3 separate regions of the Danio rerio genome follow, and all the other regions are linked to region 2. The links are chromatin contacts, called in public Micro-C maps. All regions are on one chromosome and are shown on one strand. The core of a region is the stretch at or near the end of the contact, and the rest is flanking DNA. Distances in the headings are between cores, read along the strand shown.

Region 1 (4,595 bases), core at 1,151-3,650, 210 kb before region 2:
TTGGCTGAAAAACAGTAGCTGTGCATATAGCCCATTGTCAATTCATATGGGCAGACGTAACAATGACAATTTTAAAGTCTTATATCTTGCACAGCAAATATAGTCTCTGTTTGGAGCACACTAGACAATAGATAACCTTATTTTGATTTCAGAGACACTTTCATTATTTTCCAAATAAAGCCAATGCTCACCTTAGCATGGTCGATGCGGCTGGAGAGCTCTTTGGACGCAAATCCTCCAAATATGAGGCTGTGGGTGGCACCGATACGGGCACAGGCCAGCATGGTAAACATGGCCTGAGGAACCATGGGCATGTAGATCACCACCAGGTCACCCATCTTTACACCATGCTTCACCAGTACCCCCGCCAACCTGGAGACCTGCAAATAGGTACAAATGCTAGAATTTATACATAACCAAACCATGACACACTAAAGGCAAATCAGAAATATTACAATATCAATAATAAACAAAGAAGACAGTAAACATTACACATTTGGGAATAGGAAGCAGCATCTCACTTTTGAAACTGAGAGAATAGAAGTTTTCTTTTCTCTTAAAATCCATGTTATCTTTACTCAACAGATAATATAAAAGTTTGCAAATGTGACTGTAGATTAAATAAGTTACCTGCTCCTGCACTTCTCTGTAAGTGATGACCTGTTTAGTCCCGGTAACTGGACTGTCATAAATGACAGCTGCTTGATCCCCTCTTCCATTCTCCACATGCCGATCGACAGCATTATAACACACATTTAGTTTTCCTCCAACAAACCTGAAAAGAAAACAGAAGAATAGCTGAGGCAAATGGTCATACCATGTATATCATTTTTTGAAAGTTTAAATTGACTAAACAAAAGGTTTAAAATGTCATTTTCCAATACTAATTTAAATTAAAGCACCTGTTCATTTTTTATAGGTTCTGCTCCTTATTTTTGAATGAAGTTTATTGCAAAATAAGAATAATGTTGACTGGATAATGGTATTCATGTAGCTTCTTGAAAGCTGATGAGAATTCCCACATTTTTCACAAGAAATGCCACTGTTATTCATTATAGACATGTATTTTATAAAGATATTATTTATAAAGCTATTTTCTGCACAAAGTTTGTTATTAAACATGATTGAAAGTCAGTGCAATTAAGCTAATGAATTAATGAACAAATTCAACAAAAGCACATAAAATCATTTAACAACCTTGGCTCGAAGCTCACAGTAGATCTCTCATTAAAAGTTCATAAGTTACAAATCAATAACAGTTAAAAATCAATAACTATAAAGAAAATTAGTCCTTCTGGCCTGGGAACCTGGCTGTTGTTCATAGTGATAACATTTTCACCCTCCAAAAAAGCAAAACACAACTGAGGAAAAGGCTCTATAGTTACTAATTAACTAGTATAAGTTACACTATATTCTCATGTCAATCCACAGCATACAAAATCTGCCATCATAAACCTGAACTAAATTAAAACAAAAAAACGTAAATATTTATTTGTTTACCACTTGCTACTGACTGAAATGAGAAAACTACACAAAAGGGGCGTTCACACAGGAAGCGTTCGTCTTAGCTGTTTTTGATTGGCCTAAAGACACACGCATTATGGCATACGTCATCCCAATGCGTCACGCGCCAGAAGCATTGCGTTTTTAAAACAGGCTTTAGGGTTCGAACAGCATTGTTAAGGACTAAACAGTTCATTTTGTTATCCCAAACAATAAAAGAAAATGTTTTACTGAGGTTGTCATTCTGAACACATCCCTTTAAAACTGTTATCTCGCTTGAACACACATGCGTTTACTTTCATTCTGTTACTGTTTAAAGCAAAGAATCAATATGTTATGCTTAAGTTAGTCTGTACTCACCACTTTGGAAACACTAAATCCGTATTATCCAAAGTTTTAGTCCAGCGTTCAAACCAAGTGATGCCAAGCGCCGCTTCACTCCAGAACGTGTCAGGTTTATCACGCGCCAGGCCAAACGCGTCTTCATATGTATGTTTTGATGAAAACCCACGAACAAAATGTGTCCTGTGCGTGCTGCAGTTATGGATTTGCTGCTCACACGCACGCAAGAAAGTTGTCTTCACTTTTGGCAGGTAACACTGCCCGTACACACCTGTGCATGAAAACTTGAGACCCAGTAAACATCTTGAACCCACAGCACTCATTGTTTTGCTGCTTTCCTTTACTCCGTACGCAGTGCACATGTGCTTTAAACGCGTAGTTTGGAAAAGTCGCATGTTTTCCGAGGTTTTCTATTCAGAGTCGCGTCGCTTGAGCTCCGCTGTTTGTTGACACAAGAATGCTCCAAGTTTTTCCAGTCAAAAATGGCCGAATAATAATTCAATACTTCAGATCACAGCCAGAGGCCACTCCAAGATACTGCAATCCACTAAATGTGATTGTTACGTAACGCTGGGGCTTTCTGAGGTGTCCTGCATGATTTATGAAACACTGTGTTAAGCAATGCTATAGTCTGCGTAAATGCTTTGGGGAAAAGAGCCTATACTAGGAGTTTTCAAACTTTTTTTTTTTACCGGTAAGAACCTCCAGAAATTAAGAAAGCCATATTTTATATGCATAGAACAGTAGCTGTGTGTGAGAACAAATCATAACCTTGGAATTATAAGGTTCTATCTGCATTCTAAATGATTTTAAGATATTAAGCTCTTTTTTTTTGCATTCCATATAGCAAACAATATGTGAGTAATAATTCTTATTCATACATTAACATTAAAGAGACCCTACATGTACTCAAAATGTAAATAATCAAAATTCTCTTTAATTTGCTAATTGGGATCAAATAAACATGGCAAACAGAACCTTCTAATTCTAAAAAAGTCATTTTCTGCTTGGAATTACAAGGTTCTGTCGGGTAGATCGTTAAATGAAGCATTACTTTTCAAGAGATGCAATCAGTCTGCTTATTAATTTAATTGAAAATAAAAATTGGTGAGGTAACAATATGTTGATGTTTGAGAAAGTAAAATTTTTTGCTTTCCATATAAAAAAGTTTTTTTTTTCTTGTTTAAATTAAACTCACAAAGCTGTGCTGAATATTTTGTCCAGTGCAGATGTTATTTTATGTGATTAATATGAAATATTGAAGGGCCTCGTGGTGGCGCAGTAGATAGTGCTCTCGCCTCACAGAAAGAAGGTCGCTGGTTCGAGCCTCGGCTGGGACAGTTGACATTTCTGTGTGGAGTTTGCATGTTCTCCCCATGTTTATGTGAGTTTTCCTCCAGGTGCTCCAGTCTTCCCCACAAGTCCAAAGACATGCTGTACAGGTGAATCTGGTAAGCTAAATTGTCCGTAGTATATGAGTGTGTATGGATGTTTCCCAGTGATGGGTTGCAGCTGGAAGAGCATCGGCTGCGTAAAAACATATGCTGGATTAGTTGGCGGTTCATTGTGCTATAAATGAATGAATGAATTATTGAGTTATATTTATTGAATTATATGTGCCATGAATTAATAAGTATTTGCTGCTCAAGGCTTAATATCAAATTTAAAGACTTTAAAAGAAAACACACAATGAGCAAATGAGTTGTTTAACAAAACTCCTTAACTAAAGCCAATAAAAATATATATTTTATTTGAAAAAAAAAAGCTAAACGTTTGTTTGTTTGTTTGTTTGTTTGTTTGTTTGTTTGCTTGCTTGTTTTTTTTTTTACATGTATCAGATTTTTTCTTTCATATTTCATTATGACTCATATTCATATTCAGAGGCTCAAACTGAGATTGACGTAGTCTATAAATGAATATAAAAATGTGTAAAAAACATGTTACTTCTTTGTTAATTTATGCCAAAAAAATGCATGACATTATACACTACATGACTCTACATATTTTGATTTTAAAATTTGTAATTAAATTACTTTAATTAATTCAATTAAATGTAATTTGAAATTCACAGAATGAAACAAAACTTGAATTGTACTTAAACACATAAAATAAATCAGACACTGTAAAACTACACACACCTCTAAATGAAAATAGCCATTAAGGCCGGCTTGGCGTTGAACACACATACTCATACAGTCCTTGTGTGTTTGTGTGTGGTTGCATTTATTTTTAATGGCTTATAATGGACAATAATTAGTATTTATATTAGTACAGCAGACTACTTATATCAGGTGATATTAGTTCTTGCTCTTATTTCAATAATTTTACTATTTAATTTATTTATTTTATGATTAAAACACTTTGCTGGTGTATTAGTAACAATTTATAATGTATTATTATGCTTACTTATACAAATCTGTATTTTTTTCACAGTAAAAGGGCACAAATAAATACTTTTCACGCTAATTAAAACGTAAAAACTATCAATCTTGAAGATTGTGTTGGAGTAGTGCTGATCATGTTGGTAATTTAGAGGCAATGAAATTAGTTTTTTCTCATCAGAGTACTTTGAGCTTAAAGTAAACTGACATTTCTTTGTATACGGCATTATTGTTCCAAAGTAGCTTTGCCTTAAAACCTCACTAAGCAAGCTGAAGGCAAGAGTGAACAACAAAAACACCCGAGACAAACACCAATTAATAAAATATTCATCAAAGTATAATGAATATAATTGCAGTTATGCAGAGGAG
Region 2 (4,563 bases), core at 722-3,221:
CTTATCTGCATCTGGATTGTCCTCACACTTGACAATAGATTATAGTAATATTGTACATGTTAAGGTTTTATTTGTTTTTGCAGTATTAACTGGTTAGTTTAACTCAAAAAGATTTCAACGTCAGGATCTAAATCTATTTTAAATCAAGTTTGATATTTAAATTTTAATTTTAATATTTTCTATTATTCTAAGCTTAATTTGTAATTAAAGAGAAGTACTCCATACAACCAAAGAGAATAAACAAAAATCAGAAACCCTAGATGACTTGAAAGTTATCATCATGGAGTGAAAAAAATCCTGTTAACCTGTAACTTTCTATTTAAAAAAATAATATATATCTAGTTAAAATAGAAAAGCAATTTGTGAAGTGCCAGGATGTTATTTTAGTTATTTAGCATAATATATTTTTTTCAGCTAACTTAAAAACTGAATTATTAATGTATTATTAAATATACTGCTGGATGTATAACAATCTGCAACAGTATCCCTGAAACTTGGATGTCATGTATTTTTAAATGTATATAGTTATTTGAGGTTTGGAGGTTCGTCTGACTGAGAACAATGATAAAAGATTGGAGTAAGCCGAAGAACAGCGAGTCAGTGAATTTATTAGAGCACCAATTAGGGCAATTTAAATATATAAACTTAACGTTCTTCAATAACAATTAAGATGTAGGCCTACCTTTGTGTGACATTTAACACACCAACATAATTGTAAATACTCAAGCTATTTTTAAAAGAATATTGTATTTAACGTACTTTTTGCCTCAGTATTTTAAGAAACGTAGAGGAAAAACAAGTAAGATGTCGATGTGTAACAATTACGCTCAACAACGACAAATGACTTTCAAAATAACAACCAGTCAGGTACTCGTGTTAAAATAAGAGACTGACAAACTGAACATGAAAGTTACATTGTCTTGCTATAATGCATTTCAATTTCTTACCTTAGTCAAAAAAAGTCAGAAAAATATGACCTAAATTTCAAAAGATCTTCGTGTTTGTGCTCTGGTGTATACTCTTGTAATATAGCGCCATCTAGTGATGATGTTTCACATGTAGCACGTGGGACCCAGCATGACCATCCTGTTTTGAGCGAATGGTAAAAGGCATTTACATCGGGTGGGAGGTTCTGTAAGGATCCAAATAAACCTAAAAATTACTAATATATTAGTTTTTTTATTACACTTTTTACTGGAAAGTAGGCCTACTGTTTATTAATTTAATTGCACGTTTATTAACTTTTGAGGTATTTTTTATTTAATGCACTCTAATCCATTTGGTATGTTTATTAGTATTTTTATAATGGTTTATTTATTGATTTATTTGAACCCTAAATAAATTATAATTTTGCATGAATAGTTTTATAATTACAATTTGATGTTCAAGCTTATTCCTTTCATAATTTTGTATGTTTATTGATTTATAGATCATTACATATTTGATTATTTATTTTAGTCTTACTTTTGATTTGATTACATTATTTAATTATTTTTTGTATATTAATACTTTCAAAATAATTGAAGACCCCTTAAAAATAATATAAAAGCACACATCAAATTTTTTTATGAGTTACTGATTGTGTTGAATTATAGAATTTTTTTATTTTGTGAAATGTTAGGATATTACTGACTTCAGAGAGCATTAAGCTCTCATAAGCTGAGCCCAAATTCAGACAAGATTTCCAGCTAGATTTTAAAACCTTTGTTTCTTATCTTTAATATAATGATTTGTTAAAATAAGTATAGTAGGCCTTGTTTTGATATCTAAGCTATTCAATGGACGTGCTATGCTTCCTTATTTTGCCAAAGAAACATAAGTATTATTAAATACTTACATTAAAAGTTGTTGTTTGTTGTCAAATTGTGGACTGTAATTTTGAAGTGAGAACTGTCGCAAATACTTTTTCACGAAAGCATGTGTTTACGACAGCGCCCCTGCTTCTGGGCTCAGGAAACCCTTGTGCGGCCTTTCCGAACAGCGCTCGGTATCTGAAAGGTGCGTCTGCAAGTCCTTCTCCATAGTGCAGTCAATTAAAGATTAATTTCATCTCAAAGTAAACGTTATCTATTCTGTCTTTGTTTCAGAATCATGCCGGCTAAAGGTCCCCTACAGTCTGTCCAGGTTTTTGGACGTAAAGTGAGTAAATTCAGACATCAATGTTTCTCATGTGCTCGCGCACGGCGCTGATGAGGCACTCAAGTTAGCCGGCTATGCTAACAGCAATATGCGACTGTAAACCACTGTGGTTTTGTGCATGCTCAGAAATAAACTGAACAAACGCACATAACCCTTAGTAACTACAAACAAGGTTATGTGCTTTTACGCCGCGTAAATGTATATAATAGGCCATGATTCTCTAGATCGCAAGTGATGGGGTTTTGTATTGACAATTGCTGTTTTTTGACACGTGGGACAGTTAAATTCTTACATCCAGAGATTTATAGAATAAAAATTGACCTTGAACTTTATCTAGATATTTTCTGTACTTGCTTATTTGGTTAATATAGATGTGTTGTATGTCTTGCTAACTGTTAGCTTGTATCGTTACTTGTGTGTAATGTTAGCAGTAGTTTGCTTCCTCTGTAGTGTCATCAACTATGTGCTAGCTCTTAAATAGTCATTTTGGTATAATGGAACGAATGGTTTTAATGCAACAAATTCTAACGTTACAGGTATATTTAAAAGTTCTAATTAACGTTAGCTTTTAACTCATTTGTAATTCCCCATGCTGCTAAATGTGGACATACACCTAAATGTATTGCACTTTTAACAATACATGAACAGATAATAAGTGTGCCTAGCATTAAGTGTTTTCAGATGCTTAATTAAAAAGTGAGGCCATAGAAGATATTGATACTGCTCATTTGTAGTCTCTGGTGTCATAACATCTGAGTTTTCTTCTTTTTCTGTTATTAAATACTTTAATTGTACAATGTATTCTTTTTTTTTGTTTTTTCAAAAAAAGTGGCTGTAATTTTTTGGTTAACAAATAGATTGTTTTCTATGGTTTTGAAATCTAACAATGTGTTGGCTGATCCATTTTTTTCTGTCAACAGAAAACAGCTACTGCTGTCGCCCACTGCAAGAGGGGAAATGGGCTTATTAAAGTCAACGGAAGACCCCTTGAGATGATTGAGCCCGTCACTCTGCAGTACAAGGTATGTTTGTCACAAAGATGGAGTGCTTTTTGAGCGGTTAGATCACCCAAAATCGCCAATTCTATTATCACCCATTCTCATATCGTTTCAAACCCATGCAAAAAAAAATAAAAAATTATCTTCAGAACATAAATTTTGGATACATGGGATAAAATCTGAGCAGTCGCGTCCTCCGTAGACAGCAATGGTCCTGACTAAATTATACTATAAAGTTTACTTAAACGAAATTAAAAAAAAAAAAAAGACATTTTCTAATAAATTCCAGCCACAACCAAGTTATTTTTTAGTTATTTTTGGCAGTTCGAAACAGTCCACCTAAGCAAGCTTTTTACAGGAGTTCATTTTGGTCCTAAACACCTTTGAATTTTCATTGGTCAGATGATTTTGCAATCAATGACTGTTTTCTAGAACCTTGGCGTGCTTCATATTCTCACTGTTTATAGTCAGACAGGAGTTAACATCTAGCACAACATGAGAATAGCTTGGCAAAAGACGAGAAGCTCATCAGCATCATGCCATATCTGACAAAGTTCTAAACATGTTTCCATTTAGTGTCGTGTGTGGCAAGTATAAAACAATGTGACACTTCTAGTGAAGAAAGCTGTTTGCTACATGTTCATGAAACTGTTGTCCTCTCTCATCTGCAGTTGTGTTTAGCATTACACTTAAGCAGTGAGATGCATTTAAAATTCCACTTATTTCTGCACAGTGGTGTCAAGTTTTGAAAACACTGTACTGTCATTTCAAACTTCTTTAATGGCCTTAAAGACTAAAAAATATTTTGTTGGCCATTCCCAAAGCGCACCATGTTTTTTCAGTGGTTTAATCAGAATTTTATAAAGCTAAGATAATCATTTTCTGCGCACAAAACAAAATTAAGTTTAATCAAACGGTTTCTTCTCATATATATATATATATATATATATATATATATATATATATATATACACACACACACACACACATATGTGTGTGTATACACACACACATACAGGTATTTATTAAAGTTCTGATTGGGAGGTACTGTCCGATTCCGATCGAGTCTGAAACTACGTGATCAGGCTCTATTTCCTATCACATGATCAGATCTGGACATCCTTAGTATAGGTTGGATGTTTACAAACACTGCACAGATGTTTACCCCAGATGTCCCCGCAAAGTATCTGAGGTATATATCAGCAGCGCTATCAAGTGTGACGCTTATGAAGAGCATGCAGCTATCATGAACGTGCACTATATACTGACACAGAGAAGAAACTTTGATAAAGATGTTTTTTTTTAAAAGTTGTAAATTATAAGGGTTGTAAAGCAAGATAACCCACAATTTAAGCCTAGGATTAATTATTTCAAGTGTGTAAAGCCCTACTGAAATCAAGCTTTTGTTCTTTGAAAAAGCTTCATC
Region 3 (4,849 bases), core at 1,068-3,567, 140 kb after region 2:
TGTTAGTGGAATAAATTTACATTTTTTAATGTATTTATTTGACAAGGACTTGAAATCGACCTAGAACATAGCAACTTTTAATTTTCTGTCTGGTTTAGTATGTGATAAAACTACAGAATAGTCAAGCTTTAAATAAGGAAATTATCTTTTTTATTTTGAGCAAGATGCTAATGGTCTAATCTGATTCAATAGTCTATGCTAAGCTAAGCTAAAAGGGCTCTAACAAGACCTAGAGATTGGCTGAATGAATTTAAAAATGGGAAAACTCAACTGTTTAACTCTAGGGAAGTTGTAATATTAGTGTTCCTTTAAGAAGGCTGTTTAAAAAAACTAACAAGTGTACTAATATGTTAGACCATTACTGTATTGGAGGTACTTTATGTAGCATGTGCTTCTCAGGGATTCGGCTGCTAGTCTGGTACGTAGCGGCTCGTACACAAGGAGACGCTGGGAAGAAGACCTGAAGAACAGCGATGGAACGGCCTCAACAAACAGAACCTCCAGCTATCAGCGCAGGTTAGCGTTTTACTCGGTGTTGGTTTTATTGGTGTGTCAGTCAATGCTTCTGCTACTGCTGCTGCTTTCTCAGATGCTTCTAGCACCTTTTACTGACAAACTTTTAGCACCTGCTCTCAGCTTGCATTTGTGTTTGATTGTGATTCTAAAGCATCATAACAGTCTCATAAATATTGTAAGGGTTGATGTTTAACTAATTTAAAGCTAACTCAAGTAGACCTGTAGAATTTGTCTCTACTCCCTGTCTTCATACAGTTTTTTGAGCATGATAATCATTTTTCTAACATGCATGTAACTGTCTAAAATCAAGGTTTCAAACTTTTTAAAATGCCAAATCATTCACTATTTAACGTATTTGGTCAAAATATATTTTTAATATATGCTGGTAACACTTTAAAAAAGGTTGTATTAGTTTGCATTTACTTGCATAAATAATAAACAATACATTTATTACAGTATTTGTTCATGTGAGTTAACATTAGTTGATGAACATCCAGTTGGTCATTATTAATTTGTTAACTCATGGGGCATTAACTAATGTTAACATGCATGAATTTGAATATTAATAATGCATTAGTAAATGTTGAAGAATGATTAGTAAATGCTGCACAAGTATTGTTTATACGTAGTTCATGTTAGTAAATACATTAACTAATGAAACGTTTTGTAAAGTGTGACTTGTATACCAGTAAAAGGGCGAAAAAAAACAAGTGATATTTTAAAAGTATTTAAGTAATAAGAGGACCATTACGGATTGTGTGTGTGTATATATATATATAAAAAAACAATCCACAAAAAAATAATGCATCACTGTTTTGACAAATGTATTAACTGCTTACGACATTATTATTAGTTGAAATCCGCTCAATCACTGCAATGTGATTCTGTAAACTGGTGTAATGGCTTCTAAACATTCAGCTACACAGAAATAAAATTGTAATATACATTGAAAAAAAAAATACTATTTTAGAATAAATCTATTTATTAACCTTATTAAGACATCTTACTGACCTCATTTTTTTTTATTTAATTGTGCTATAATATAAAGCGAAATTATACAGTACTGTAATTAAAAAATAAATAAATATTGCATTAAATGTATATTTAATATATATTTTCAATTTATATTTTAATGCAATGTAATACTTCTACCCCAGTGAGGAATGTTTTGTTCTATTGGGAATTTTGAGAAAGCCTTTTACCTGTTTTAAATATATATAAATTACAAAATAAATAAAGATGTTATCTTATTTAATGCATTAACGGAAAACATCAATAATTTGAGTTTGCATGCTAAATTTGATGATTGTAAAAATCATACATAAAAACAATCACAATTCTCCCAAATGACTAGTTTAAAAACTCTATTAAAAGATGAAAAAGCACTCATTACCATCAGAATGAGCCATGAGCTTTTGTTCCATTATGAAACTCTGAATGTGCATGAATGCACTTTTGCCGCCTGGTTTGGTTTCAGACTCTAATAACAAAAGAAGCATGCTGAAGTGCTAGACCTTTATTACATAAACCTGCTAATGCTTTCTAGATTACAACCAGCTTTTCACTTTCATCTCCATATATGATGTTATTTGATGCTATTTGACTATTCATATCCCAATCTATGCCTCTATAAGAAACCTAGCCCCACACAAGCCAGTCAGTGCTTCAGACACCATGTAACGTTTGTCTCTGTGTGTTCAAGTTTTAATGTGTGTTTGTTTGTTGGCTCCCTGCTAACTCACCTCTTTCACCCTGCCACATCCACACGGCAGTACGTCACACACGCTAGCGTTAGGCCGCACGTCTAGCTCTCGCGACCTGCCCGCCAAATCCTCCTCCGCCTCCAGCCTGGAGCCTAACAACTCTAAAGCCTGGCAGCCTTCCTCCTACTACCAGTCTTACAGCATTCACCGCAGGTACCAGCCCGAGCACACGCCACCTCCTTCATCTGTCTCTGTGTTCCCTCACAGCTGCCATTGTTACTGTCTGTAGGCTGTGTAGTTTTACACTGGACATTGTAATAGTACTGGCCAATAATTCTATAGCCGATATTTTATTAAAATGTTCTATAAAAATCACAGTGTATTATATACATACAAGTTTTGACCTGACTGCATTTATTTAATTGCGTCAAAATATTCCTTCAGTTAAATAATAATAATAAAAAGAAATAAAAATAATAGATATATTGCCCAGCTCTATTATTTAATGTTCATTTAGCTGTGTTTTATAGATGTTTCTTTCTCTCTCTCTCTTTTGGGGGAGTTGAGTTTGATTTCAGTTTATAGTGTTTTTGTTGTTGTTGTATTTGTGTTATTTATTGTGCTGGCACTGGCGGACTTTGCCAAAAGAATATAATTTTTTTTATTCAATTTTATGTTTTATAGATGTTGCTGTTTCTTCTTTATATACATATATATTTTCTTTTTTTTTGTTCTTCTTTTTTACATTTGATTTTAGTTTACTTTTTTGTTATTGTTATCTATTTATTGTGCAGTTTGTTTCCCTTAGTTTGAGTTGGTTTGTTTTTTGTTGTTGATGCTTTGTTGTTGTTTCTTCATTTAGTTTTTTGTTAGGTTTGGATATATTTCTTTATTTTGCTATGTTTCATTTGTTTTTTTGATTGTGTTTGGTTTTGTTTTTGTTAGTTTGGCTCTATTTTTGCTTTGTTTTTGTTTAAGGTTATTACAGTTAACGAAAATGAGCGAAAAAACAAAAACTAAAATTTAAAAACATTTTTGTTAACTGAAATAAAAATAAAAATGAGTTTAAAACAAAAAAAACTAGATCTAACTGAAACTGTATTGTGTATATACAAAACCAACTGAAGCTAACTAAGATTATAGCAAAATGTCTTTCGTTTTCATCTTTGTAAATACATTTAATACATAAGCCTTATGTAAGCCTTTTAGAAATAAATTTATTTGCTTCTCGCTGCTTGGTGTTGACCTGTGCGACACCCCAGATTCTGTAATCTTTATGTCATTGGCCAGACCTGCCTGTTCTCCTCCAGTCCTCCCGTGACAAAAACAACAAGTGGACATGACAGCAGCACAGTGAAAGCATTAAATATGACCATGGGAGAGACTTAAAAGTATTAATTTTAACACATTTGTGCCCAATAAAGGGTTTTATTTCTGCCTAATAACAAACAAATCATTCTTTCTAATCAGATCTTCTAAGTCAGGGGTGTCCAAACTCAGTCCTGAAGGGCCGGTGTCCTGCTAAGTTTAGTTCCAACCCCATTCAGACACACCTGGGCTAGCTAATCAAGCTCTTTCTAAGCTTTCTAGAAACAACCTTGCAGGTGTGTTGATGCAAATTGGAGCTAAAATCTGCAGGACACCTGCCATCCAGGACCGAGTTTGGACATCCCTGCTCTAAGAGAACCGGTGAAACTATTTCACTAAATTGAACTGAATCATTTAAAACAATTTGCCTTTCCAGTAAGCACTTATTTACTAACTGCTTACTTTTTAACATCCCGGATACCCCACTCTGACTCAAAATAAACCAGTTTCTCTGGATTATTCAGTTATTTGAACAGTACACAGAAATCAGATTTGAGAACCAGTGAATTGATAATACTGCACATGCATAATTCAGCAGGTGAACTGAACACAAACAGTAAACGACTGCCTGCTGTGACTGAAGTAAACTTGAACAACTGTAGCGCGGGTTTACCAAGGTCAATAAGAGAGTTTGGCAATAGTATCTGGATGCAAGCTGAGATTGCATATCTTAGAGATGCCATGTAAGACACAATGCACTCAATGGAGCTGTTAAGGTCACTGTGAGGGGTAGGGATAGGTGTGTGGGGTTAGGTGAGCACATTAAAATCCATTGGATGCAGCTCAGATTGCACTGCACCAGGTCTACATCCAGACCCCTCTCTGATCCAGCAAAACGTAAGTTTATTTCATAACAGACAATCGTAATGGAATCTAAATAAGTGAATCATGCTTTAGTTGGGTTGCAAAACTTAATTGTAAGAAACTTTTCAGAACATGATGATGTTTTAACTGACTTAAATTATGATTACTGACTATGTATTTTTGATATGTTGAGCCCTAACATGGGAGGATTGTCGCAAAAGATCTGATTCACGTTAAAGATTCGAACTTCCCAACACTACTGTGTGCATCTAACCTCAGAGGCAGCCTTGCACACATATTGTGCTTAGGGCTGCTATTTCATAGGCTGTTGAATTTGAATTTCAGCATGGGTAGATGGTAGTGTTCATGTGTCCTCTGTTTCAAAAATGTATCCTTTGTTGAGTTTTTATAATACAGTACTTATTTTGATGATTTTGAATCTTGCACCTAACAAATAT

The links. A called contact is a pair of places that touch in the nucleus more often than the background predicts.
Region 1: a Micro-C map of caudal fin shows a contact between it and region 2, with 5 times the contacts expected there. The contact joins the promoter of acss3 here to the promoter of rps16 in region 2. A contact is called at or near these places in 3 of 18 Hi-C or Micro-C datasets (caudal fin, hematopoietic stem cells and an unstated tissue).
Region 3: a Micro-C map of caudal fin shows a contact between it and region 2, with 7 times the contacts expected there. The contact joins the enhancer-like site here to the promoter of rps16 in region 2. A contact is called at or near these places in 9 of 18 Hi-C or Micro-C datasets (caudal fin, embryo, fibroblasts and 3 more) and 2 of 4 datasets of contacts at active chromatin or transcription factors (caudal fin and embryo).

The regions. Positions count from the first base shown.
Region 1 is chr4:22,463,770-22,468,364 of GRCz12tu, reverse strand. acss3 (acyl-CoA synthetase short chain family member 3) reads right to left here and starts at 2,400. Exons shown (of 17, transcript XM_073947203.1): 1 at 1,864-2,400; 2 at 631-775; 3 at 192-380. The coding sequence starts at 2,240.
Region 2 is chr4:22,248,567-22,253,129 of GRCz12tu, reverse strand. It overlaps rps16 (ribosomal protein S16), which reads left to right and starts at 1,971. Exons shown (of 6, transcript NM_001076732.2): 1 at 1,971-1,998; 2 at 2,088-2,139; 3 at 3,060-3,161. The coding sequence starts at 2,092. It also overlaps a transcript of myf6 not described here.
Region 3 is chr4:22,110,724-22,115,572 of GRCz12tu, reverse strand. It overlaps ppp1r12a (protein phosphatase 1, regulatory subunit 12A), which reads left to right. Exons shown (of 26, transcript NM_001003870.2): 12 at 400-516; 13 at 2,289-2,432. Among named protein-coding and RNA genes, the nearest start is that of pawr, 49 kb to the right of the region's middle. Within about 2 kb of position 2,317, at least 4 of the 62 cell types and tissues checked have an H3K27ac peak or open chromatin away from gene starts, as enhancers often do. A contact at or near this core is called in caudal fin, where this site is marked.